Regions from separate parts of the Sus scrofa genome. Here region 2 is linked to region 1. Evidence: chromatin contacts called from public Hi-C data. All regions are on one chromosome and are shown on one strand. Each heading gives the region's core, a stretch centred on a gene start, on an enhancer-like site or on the middle of the called end of the contact. The rest is flanking DNA. Distances are from core to core; before and after follow the strand shown. Region 1 overlaps CROT (carnitine O-octanoyltransferase). Region 2 has its middle 26 kb from the start of CROT.

Evidence for each region. A called contact is a pair of places that touch in the nucleus more often than the background predicts.
Region 2: a contact with region 1 is called in a Hi-C map of liver, with 2.7 times the contacts expected there. The contact joins two enhancer-like sites. A contact is called at or near these places in 4 of 47 Hi-C or Micro-C datasets (fetal skeletal muscle, liver and omental adipose tissue).

The regions. Positions count from the first base shown.
Region 1 is chr9:93,260,850-93,266,302 of Sscrofa11.1, reverse strand. It overlaps CROT (carnitine O-octanoyltransferase), which reads left to right. Exons shown (of 18, transcript NM_001243217.1): 18 at 1,846-2,697. The coding sequence ends at 1,966. It overlaps ABCB4 (phosphatidylcholine translocator ABCB4), which reads right to left. Exons shown (of 26, transcript XR_002335872.1): 26 at 4,179-5,453. Among named protein-coding and RNA genes, the nearest start is that of CROT, 45 kb to the left of the region's middle. Within about 2 kb of position 1,887, at least 3 of the 83 cell types and tissues checked have an H3K27ac peak or open chromatin away from gene starts, as enhancers often do. A contact at or near this core is called in liver, where this site is marked.
Region 2 is chr9:93,331,595-93,337,194 of Sscrofa11.1, reverse strand. No RefSeq gene overlaps it. Among named protein-coding and RNA genes, the nearest start is that of CROT, 26 kb to the right of the region's middle. Within about 2 kb of position 2,079, at least 1 of the 83 cell types and tissues checked has an H3K27ac peak or open chromatin away from gene starts, as enhancers often do. A contact at or near this core is called in liver, where this site is marked.

The sequences.
Region 1 (5,453 bases), core at 638-3,137:
AAGATTTACTGATGGATTGCTGATTCCGATAGAGGCATTTACTGGGTTGGAGAAAATTAGGGGAGAAATGGGTTTGGGGTTAGGGTAGACTCCACAAATTTGTTTTGGACATAGTGGTTGACATTTCTGCTAATACAGGCATTTGTTGTATTTATGTACAAGAGAATGTATCAGGAAGTTCAGCAAAGAGGTCAGAGCCAAGGTGTATACGTACGTTTATGAGTCATTACTGTGTATACACCCAAAATTGTTGTCAATTGTAATACATGGAAATTCTCTGAACAGAATTTTTTTTATTCATTGTTAAGCCTGAAAATATGTGACTTGGAGAAAATTGGTTTATTTTTGAAATAGCATTTTATTTTAAATGTACTTCATGCTCATTGTAAAAAATTTGTTAAGATATAGCAAAAATTATTAAAAGTTAACATTTCTATTACAGAATAAACTGTTATCTTTTTAATCTATAGTGTATATAGGTTATGTGTGTATAAATTTTTATAAATTGAGATCATATTTTAAATATTTTAGTGCCATATTTTTAAATTGCATTCTCTATTTTTCAAGCATTTCCCAATGTCATTAAATATGCTGGATAGTTGGTTAAATAATGACTAGTCTTATGGATTTCCATAATTTAACCATTTCTCTATTATTCCTAATTTTTCTTTATTTCTTTTATGAATTGGACATATAGGAAAGATTGTTCTTGCTGTAATTTAAAAAGATAACTGAATTTTTAAAAAATTTAACGTGAGTAGAAATTGTTAATCTTTGCAAAGAAATATTTAGATGCTAAATATTTGAGAATTATATGCACAGTGTAGCTAGAAAATGCCTAGTGATTGTCAATCATTAGGTGAAAACAAGGCAGGACTCGGTGTAGGTTCCTGTTTATCTTTCAGTAAATATAAACCAAACCGTTTCATCATTACTGGGCCAGATATGACCCACATAAACATGGGCCAAAACGTGTTTTTATTTCATTCTGCTTAATCTAAAATGTATGTCAAAGATGTGTACTTTACTGTCTTTTAGTAATAGAAAAATTGCATGGTCATCCACAAAGCTTTATTTTACACAACATTTTGGTTTTAACTTGAACATGAAGCATGTTTTGCTGTAGAAAGTTCATGTATCTGGAAAGGGGACAGCTAATTCCAAGAGAGTTGGTGGCTAGGTTTCTGCTCCCCAGAAGCCAGGCTTCTGTCCTATTGATTTCAGCTTCCTGGGGCCACTTGTATCATCAGCCAGTTAGGGGATTTCTTCACCAGGAAGAGCTAGAAAGGACACGGTGGTGGATGGCATGTCTTAGTTTCAAGAATTTGCCTTTGGCTTTTCTAGAAACAGCCTTTCTCTCCTTTTATCCCTCTTTCTCTATTTTATTATTAAATTTTCTTCAAGCACTATCAAGCATGACATTCTTCTTTAAAAATAGTTCAAGTTTCACTGCAGTGTGAATTCATACTCTAACTCATTCTCTTTGGGGCATATTAGGAAAGTCTTATTCAGGAAAAGATAGGTTTGTTTAACCCAGTAAGACCTGACTCCAGAGCACTCTTGAGCTCTGGCTAGTTTTTTGTTGTTCCCTTTCATCCTTAGGCTCTAGTCATTCTAGTCATGTGGTAAATTAGCTTTTCTTAGCATTACATATAAATATGGCTTTACTATCTATTTTGCCAGGTTACATTTACCTAATGTGAGCAGGAAATCCTGTACGTATTTCATCTATTTCCTATGTGAACAGAGGGGATAAAGGCCATGGCTCTATTCACCACCACCACTCAGAGCTTTTTCTGTTGATTTTTGCATTGTATGTAACCATGTATTCTTTGTGCTTCACAGATTTCTTGTGTCCTGTACAGCCTGGAAATCATGTCCGGAAACTGATGCAGAAAAGCTAGTTCAGCAGGTTTTTTGTGCTTTCCATGATATGATGCAGCTGATGAACATTGCTAAGCTTTAGAGACTAATCATTTACTAAGCATTTAGCAAAATATGTCATGAAACTAGGTGCTGGGAGTGGGTTGGTGAAATATATAGGAATATTGAGTGAAGGAAACTTGTTAAATGTAGAAATTAGTAGAATCATGCTCTCTAAATTTATCCTGACATAGAAAATAGAAATATTTTTAACTTCCTCTCTTGCAGCAGCAATGCAAATTATGATGGGACTATGGAACTATGCAGAGTTTAAGCCTCAACAATGCAAATCTATCAATTTTAACAATGCAGATCTTACTCTCTTAAATACAGTTGTTGGTACCTGTATAGGCAGTAAGTCTTCTTTCTGAACATCATCATAGGGTCTGTCTTTCAAGCACTTTAAATTTTCTAGTTGCCAAAGGATATGAAATCCATGATTGGATGCTAATTTCCCTGAAATGATTGATTCTATAGGGGTACAAGCCCATGTTCCGGAAAGACCACTACAATTTATTCTAGAAAGAGTTTGTGTTGGACAGGCAGAAGAATTAGGTTGTAGTTAGGAGGTTTATATCCTCTGACACACACAAAAAACCCTAACAAAATTTATTATAGTATGTTGTTATAGTTTTGTGAGTATAAAATTAAAGCACTTATATTTAAAGTCAGTGACTTTAAAAGAACTAAGTATGAAATCAGATTCTCAGGATTTTTTTCCTTTGTTCAATTTTGTAGTTTCTACTCAATGAAAATAAAATTCTCAGAATCACATATCTTCTTGTTTTGTGTCTAAGTGATTGATTCCTGTTTGACCCTCTGCTTTCTGATCACTTATGTGATCACCCAAAACTTACTGTCGCTTATAATGGTGGATCATCTCTCACCATTGTGTCTGCCGGTTGTGCCTATTTGGATGGTTCTGCTGCTGTCTTGCCTGAGTTAGTGATGCAAATGCCGTTACCAGGATTCTGGCTGAGGCTAGGAAGTCTCAGGTGGCCTCACCCACTGCCCGGTGGCTGGCACACACTATGTGGTCGCTGATCATTTGGCACTCTAACGTGGACTCTATTTGGTGCCAGGAATGTTCCAATAGGGAAAGGCAGAAGTTGCAAGGTCTCTTAAGGCCTAGGCTCTGAAGTCATGTTCAGGTCTCACTATGTCTGTTCTGCATTCTTTTGGCTAGGAGGAGGAAAAGGTTTTTGGTTTTTTTTGTTTTTTTTTTCTTTTCATCTTTTTTTTTAGGGCTGAACTCAAGGCATATGGAGGTTCCCTGGCTAGGGGTCGAATCAGAGCTGTAGCTGCTGGACTACACCATGGCAATGCCGGATCCTTAACCCACTAAGCGAGGCCAGGGATTGAACCTGCATCATCGAGGGTACTAGTCAGATTTGTTTCTGCTGAGCCATGATGGGAACTCCTGGAAAAGATTTTATCTCATAGAGCAGCAGCAGATAATTTTGTAAATTACTTTGTTTTTTGTGTATGTGGGTTTTTTTTTTTTTCTTTTCTTTTTCTTTTTTTTTTTTTTTTTTTTTTTTTGGCCATGCCCTGAACCAGAGATCAAACCCACACCACAGCAGTAGCAAGGCTGGATCCTTAACCCCCTGAGCCACCAGGGAATAGCTATAAATGACTTGGTAAATGTAAATGAGTGGGCACAAGAGGGCATGGTTTTGAGGGGCCATTTTGCAGGATTCTACCACAAACATTACAATATGTCTCGTGCACTGGTTGTATATGTCTTTTTGTGGCTAATCATATGTTCTGATTTTGATAAGTCTGGTTTATTATTTCTTTGTGAAAACACTAGGAGTTGGCTTCTATGGCATTTGATATATCATTAACAGTTAATATAGACTAGGAAGATGATACCTGAACTAGGACCTTCTTATTAGTACAGTTGTTGACTAGATTGCCAGGCCACTTAGAATCATTTGTTGTTTTTAAACAATACCTAAAGAATTGTGTATCTTAGAAGCTGACCACTTCTCACAGAGAAACCTCTTTGTACTGATACTTTAACATGTTTCTCTAATTTGTCTGAAGTTGAGTTGACTGGAATGCTTTTTACAAAGAGATTCCTGCGCCTTACCCATACCTATTGAGTCATAATTTCCAGGGGCAAATGTGACATGATCCTTATCAGGCAACTGTGAGAATAAGTGAACAAGAATTGGTTGAATTTTCCCCTTGAGTCACTGGGGTAACATACCCTTTGCCCCACTTTTTTCTTGGTTAAATGAAATTCAGTCTACTGTTATACATAGTTATATTTGAAAAATTCCTTGTGGCTTATTACATATACAAGACCTGATGTGAATAGATAACATAGCTAAATGACCTGTCACAGCAATGAGAATTGCTATTGCTGCAGTAAAGGAAAAAACAGAGTGGTTAGCTTCCAAGGGCTGCCTAGAATATTTTTTGGCCTAAAAATACTTCTAGGAAAATATATTCTAGGAAAATAAGATTATTTGTAAAAAGTAATGCAGTTGCTTTAGAAACAGCATTTTATTGATGTTTCCTTCCAGTGTTTTATATTGCACTGAGATAATATGTACAGTTTTTACTCATGCATTTTAAACATTCTAAAAAATGTGCCTTTTTCTTGCTTTAGATGGGACAAATGTTGCCTGCAGTTAGCTTGTCTAAGGACAATTCTATTTTCTCTTGGACTCTGGTGATAAAGCTGGGAATATATTTCTTTTTTAAAAACCTCAATTCCCTAATAGAATAATTTGAAATTTTACCAAGGGTGAGAGTAGGCTATTGAACAATGTATTTTTCCTTTGTAACAAGGACAATTGTTCCCAAACTACCCTGTAATCTACTCAACTAATTGGGACCATAAGAATTTCCCCTTGTCCGTGACTTCTTCTAATTCTAGTTTTATATACCTAAAGTTTTCTCTTTACTTTCTCCACAGTATTTTTATTGACATATAGTTGATTTACAATGTTTCATGTGTACAACAAAATGATTCAGTTATACATATGCATATATTCTTTTTCAGATTCTTTTCTATTATAGATTATTACAAGATACTGAGGAGTTCCCTTGGTGGCGCAGTGGTTAACGAATCCAACTGGGAACCATGAGGTTGCAGGTTCGATTCCTGGCCTTGCTCAGTGGGTTAAGGATCCAGCGTTGCCATGAGCTGTGGTGTAGGTCACAGACACAGCTTGGATCCCACGTTTCTGTAGCTGTGGCGTAGGCTGGCGGCTACAGCTCCAATTCGACCCCTAGCCTGGGAACCTCCATATGCCGCGGGAGCAGTACTAGAAAAGGCAAAAAAACAACAAACAAACAAAAAAAGATACTGAGTATCGTTCCCTGTGTTACACAGTAGATGGTTGTTGGTTTTCTGTTTTATTTATAGTAGTGTATATCTGTTAATCCCAAATTTATCCCTCCTTCCCTTTCCCCTTTGGTAACCATAGGTTTGAATTTGTGAGTCAGTTTTTATAGTCCTTTTATATATTTTAGATTCCACATATAAGGGATATCGCATGATAATTGTCTTCCTC
Region 2 (5,600 bases), core at 830-3,329, 71 kb before region 1:
GGTTAAATTACTTTAAACCTTAACTAGTAATAGTGTTTAGGTTAATAATAATGACTTATGGTAAGGGCCGTATTTCCTGACTTCAAGCAGGCAGGTTATGCCGGTGCCAAAGAGGTAATTAGATGGGTAACCTCGTAGCATCTACAGTCCTCCTTATCAGCTAACTTTGTTCTTCTAAGGAAGGGGGCTGTGGTGGGAGACTTAGGCGCTGCATTGATTGCTTTATACTGGCCCTGTGGAATGTTAACAAGGCCCAGGCCTATGTCCTTCACTGGACATTTAGCTCTACCCCAACCAATGTTCTGGCCTTTATGAGGGGAGAGGAGATTAAGACAGTCATGGACGCTAAGTGATTATTTTTTCCTCAGGCCTTTTATGTTTTACCATTTTTTGCCTGGAAATAAAAGAACCTCTTACCTCCTAAGAGAAAGTCTGAAACTTTTAAAGAAGTAAAGCAAACATAGAAACAAACAAAATCTTCTTAAGTTTATCTTGCAGTCTCAACCATTTCAGACATTTGGGGATATTTCCGTCCCATGAATTCTTTGCCTTTTCCCTCCTTTATATAAGTAGAATCATAATATGGAAATATACCTGCATTTTATCATTTAGCATTTTATAGTAATCTCATAGGGTTTTTATGATTTATTTATTTATTAAGGTCACATCCGGATCAGAGCCACATCTGTGGCCTACACTGCAGCTTGAGAGAATACCAGATCCTTAACCCACTGAGTGAGACCAGAGATCGAACCCATATCCTCATGGACACTATGTTGGGTTCTTAACCTACTGAGCCACAACAGGAACTGCTACTAGGATAAGGCCTATTTGGATAAGTTGGATCTATTCTTCTAGGTTTAGTCTAGGGTTCATCGTAGGTTTCTTCTAGGGTCTGAACCTGGTGAAGGATCTGCTCTTGAATCTCCTAACAGAGGCCTTATAGACTACCTCCAAGTGCCTTATTTTCTAAAATAAAACTTATGGAAGAACAATATTTGTAAAAAGACATCTCACTCATATGCTTCTCATTTTGGAGCCTACAAACATTGGTTCCAGTGAATGAGAGGGGTATTTGCACTGCACTGACACATTTCTTACTTCTGCAAACTTCTAAGATTTTTGAATGAAATTTATAGAATCGTATGCCAAAAAGGTGTTCATATAAAACCACCCTTTCTTGGAGTTCCCATTGTGGTGCAGTGGTTAACAAATCCGACTAGGAACCATGAGGTTGCAGGTTCGATTCCTGGCCTTGCTCAGTGGGTTAAGGATCTGGAGTTGCCATGAACTGTGGTGTGGGTCGCAGATGTGGTTCGGATCCTGAGTTGCTGTGGCTCTGGTGTAGACCGGTGGCTACAGCTCTGATTAGACCCCTAGCCTGGGAACCTCCCTATGCCATGGGAGCGGCTCAAGAAAAGGCAAAAAGACAAAACAAAAAACAAAAAAACGAAAAAAAAAATCCACCCTTTCTTTTGGTAGAGTGGCAGATTAAATTTAAACAGTACAAAATAGGACTGTAAAGCCACTAGGTTTGTTTTGGCAAATTAAAATACACTTATAATATGGATTTAAAATGAATTTACTATTTAGAATTCTAGAAAAATAAGAAATGTGTAACTTCTAGGAAGTTCCCTTGTGGCACAGTAGGTTAAGGATCTGACATTGTTACTACAGCAGTTTAGGTGCTGCAGATACCAAGGGACCACTGTTCGATCCATATGCTGCAGGCATGGCCAAAAAAAAAAAAAAAAAAAAAAAGAAACAAAGAAAATAAAAGAAAGAAATGTATAACTTCTACAGATATGCCCAAGGAAATACTGACAAATTCCTTCATTTCCACAGCGAGAAAAAAAACTAATAGAAAAATATGGAACCTTATATACTTTTTAATGAGAAATTTTTCATGATGAAATACTTCTACAATGATATGATGAAAGAAATTAAGAAATTTCTTAGGCTAACAAAGACTCAGCATCACTAGCCCAGCTCCCATTGAAATGGTTACTGGTAAGGACAGAATATTCTAAACTCTTCCAGACCTAGCACACTTGCTCAATCTATCTGGACTTCCCTGGACTGAAAAGGAGCCATTTAGTTAAAAGTTTTTAGAGGGTCAAAGGCCAATTGCACCAAAGAATTTTGGTGTCTGCTGCAGAGCCCTGTTATATAGGATTTACTGAACAGGAAATATTAGGCAAGAAAAATCCCATAATGACACACTAATCTGAAAAGATACTGAATCAGGAGTTCCCGTCATGGCTCAGTGGAAACAAATCCAACTAGGATCCATGAGGACACAGGTTTGATCCCTGGCCTCACTCAGTAGGTTAAGGATACGGTGTTGCCGTGAGCTGTGGTGTAGGTCAAAGACACGGCTGAGATCAGGCGTGGATGTGGCCATGGCTGTGGTGTAGGCCAGTGGTTCCAGCTCCGATTCAACCCCTAATCTGGGAACCTCCATATGCTGCAAGTGTGTCCATAAAAAGCCTAAATAAATAAATATTAAAAAAATACAGGTATTGAATCAATCCCTCTGCCTGGCAGAGAACATAAACAATGATTCAGTTGAAGGAATAAAGAAAGATACATTTAACATACTGTGTAATTTTTCTAAGGTTACTTGAATCCATTAGACTGAAATGATGAATTCTGACTCTAAAGGCTCTTTCTCCAATTAAAATGAAATTTGTAAAATTAAACTCTTAATTTTGAGATATTGTAGACTAACATCCAGTTTAAGAAACAATACAGAAAGCCTGTGTATACTTACCTAGTTTTTCCTAATGGTAACATCTTGTGAGAAACTATTTTTGTGCAATTTCACAACCAAGATATTAACATTGATACAGTCAAGATACAGAATAATACAAGGATCCTTCCTATAACACTTTTTTTTTGTTGGTCTTTTTAGGGCCTCACCTGTGGCACATGGAGGTTCCCAGGCTAGGAGTTCAATCAGAGATGTAGCTGTAGGCCTACACCAGAGCCACAGCAACTTGGGATCCGAGCCGAGTCTGCAACCTACACCACAGCTCCTCGCAATGCCGGATCTTTAACCCACTGAGCAGGGCCAGATATCGAACCCGTGTCCTCATGGATGCTAGTAGGGCCCGCTACTAACCACTGAGCAACAACAGGAAGTTGCACCCTGTAACATTTATTTTGTTTGTTTTTGTTTTTCTCTTTTGCCTTTTCTAGAGCCTCTCCTATGACATATGGAGGTTCCCAGGCTAGGGGTCTAACCAGAGCTGTAGCCACCAGCCTATGCCACAGCCACAGCCACAGCAATGCGGAACCCGAGCTGCATCACAGCTCACCTACACCACAGCTCACGGCAACGCTGGATCCTTAACCCACTGAGCAAGGCCAGGGATCAAACCTGCAACCTCATGGTTCCTAGTTGGATTCGTTAACCACTGCACCACAACAGGACCTCCCCCTGTAACACTTTTATAGTCACACCAGTTCCCTCTCACTCCTATGCCCTCCTTAACTCCTGACAGCCACTAATTTGTTGTTTTCCTCATTTTGTAATTTCTAGAATGTTACATAAATGGAAACACACAATTTTTAACTTTAGGGGATTTGCTTTTTCACAATCAGCACCCAGATTGTTGGATATATTTATAGTTCATTCCTTTTTTTTTTGGTTGTGCCAACAGTATGTGAAAATTCCCAGACAAGGGATTGAACCCATGCCATGGCAGCACCCCAAACTGCTGCAGTGACAACACGGGATCCTTAACCCACTGTGGCACAAGGGCTCCTACAATCTTCTTTACTGCTGAGTAACACCTTGTGATACGAATATACAGTAGTCCCCTGAACTTACGATAGTACCAAAGTCGAATCATGCCCAAGTCCTTTATACAAAATGGGGTAGTATTTGCACATAAACTACACACATCCTCCTACACTTGAAATCATCTCTAGATTCCTTACAATACCTAATGCAATATAAATGTTATGTAAATAGTTGTAAATACAATGTGAATGCTATGTAAAGAGTTGCAGGTGATAAGAGCACTTAAGATCTCTCTTAGCAAATTTCAAGTATATGATACAATATTATTAACTGTAGTCAACATGCTGTATATGAGATCTCTAGAATTAATTCAGCTTATAACTCAAAGTTTGACTACTTTTAGAAGTATCTCTTGATGTTTTACAAATTCCCATTGATTAAATAGCTATATCTGACCTCAAGCGTTCCTTTTATATTCAAACTTTATAAAAGCACCTTATTTTTTTTTTCTTTAAGAGATATATGATGAAGACATGGAAACAACCTAAATGCCATTGACAGATGGATGGATAAAGATGTGGTACATACACAGTGGAATACCACTCAGCCATAAAAAAAGAAAGAAAGAATGCTATTTGCAGCAATGTGGATGCAACTAGAGATTATCATACTAAATGATGCCAGAAAGACATTACTTATAAGTGGAATCTAAGTGTCACTTATAAGTGATATATATAATTTACATGTGGAATCTAAAATAGGACACAAATAAACCTGTCTGCTAAACAGAAACAGAGTCACAGACATAGAGACCAGACTTGCAGTTGCCAAGGGGGAGGGGGTTGGGGGAGAGATGGACTGGGAGGTTGAGGTGAGCAGGTGTAAGCTATTGTATATAGAATGGATAAACAACAAGGTCCTACAGAATATAGAGAGCTATATTCAATGTCCTATGATAAACCATAATGGAAAATAATATTAAAAAATATATATGTATAGCTAAATCACTTTGATGTACAGCAGAAATTAACACAGCTGCTGGCCTGCACCACAGCTCATGGCAACGCTGGATCCTTAACCCACTGAGTGAGGCCAGGGATCGAACACACATCCTCATGGATCCTAGTCAGGTTCATTAACCACTGAGCCACAAAGGGAACTCCCTAAACCTAAAGTCTTTTAAAAAGAAACCTTAGTATAATCCTTTATTCCACACTAGTTCTAGAAGTATTAGCATATTAGTAAAGTACTAATGGACCTGTGGTTCTTTGATTTACACGTCATTATGAACTGGTCGTATCCCTTAAAATCCATTTGTTGAAGCTCTAGTCCCCATTACCTCAGAATGTGACTGCATTTTGGCAGTTTTTCTTTTTATTTTATTTTATTTTTTTGCTTTTTAGGGCCAAACCTGAAGCATATGGAGGTACCTAGGCTGGGGGTCCAATCAGAGCTACAGCTGCAGCCTATGTCACAGCCACAGCTATGCCAGATCTGAGCAGTGACTGTGACCTACACTGCAGCTCATGGCAATGCCAGATCCTTAACCCACTGAGTAAGGCCAGGGATCAAACCCTCTCCCTCATGGATACTAGTCAGGTTTGTAACCTGCTGAGCCACAACGGGAACTCCAGTTTTGGCAATTTTTAAATCAAACTTTTAAAGAGGATATATTTTTTTTTTTTTTGGCCATGCCAAGGCATGTGGAATTTCCCTTGCCAGGGATTGAACCCTTGCCACAGCAATGACCTGAGCTGCTGCAGTGATAATGGCAGATCCTTAACCTGCTGTACCACAAGGGAAATCCTAAAGAGCATTTTATTTAAAAAATTTTTTTAATGGTTTTTATTTT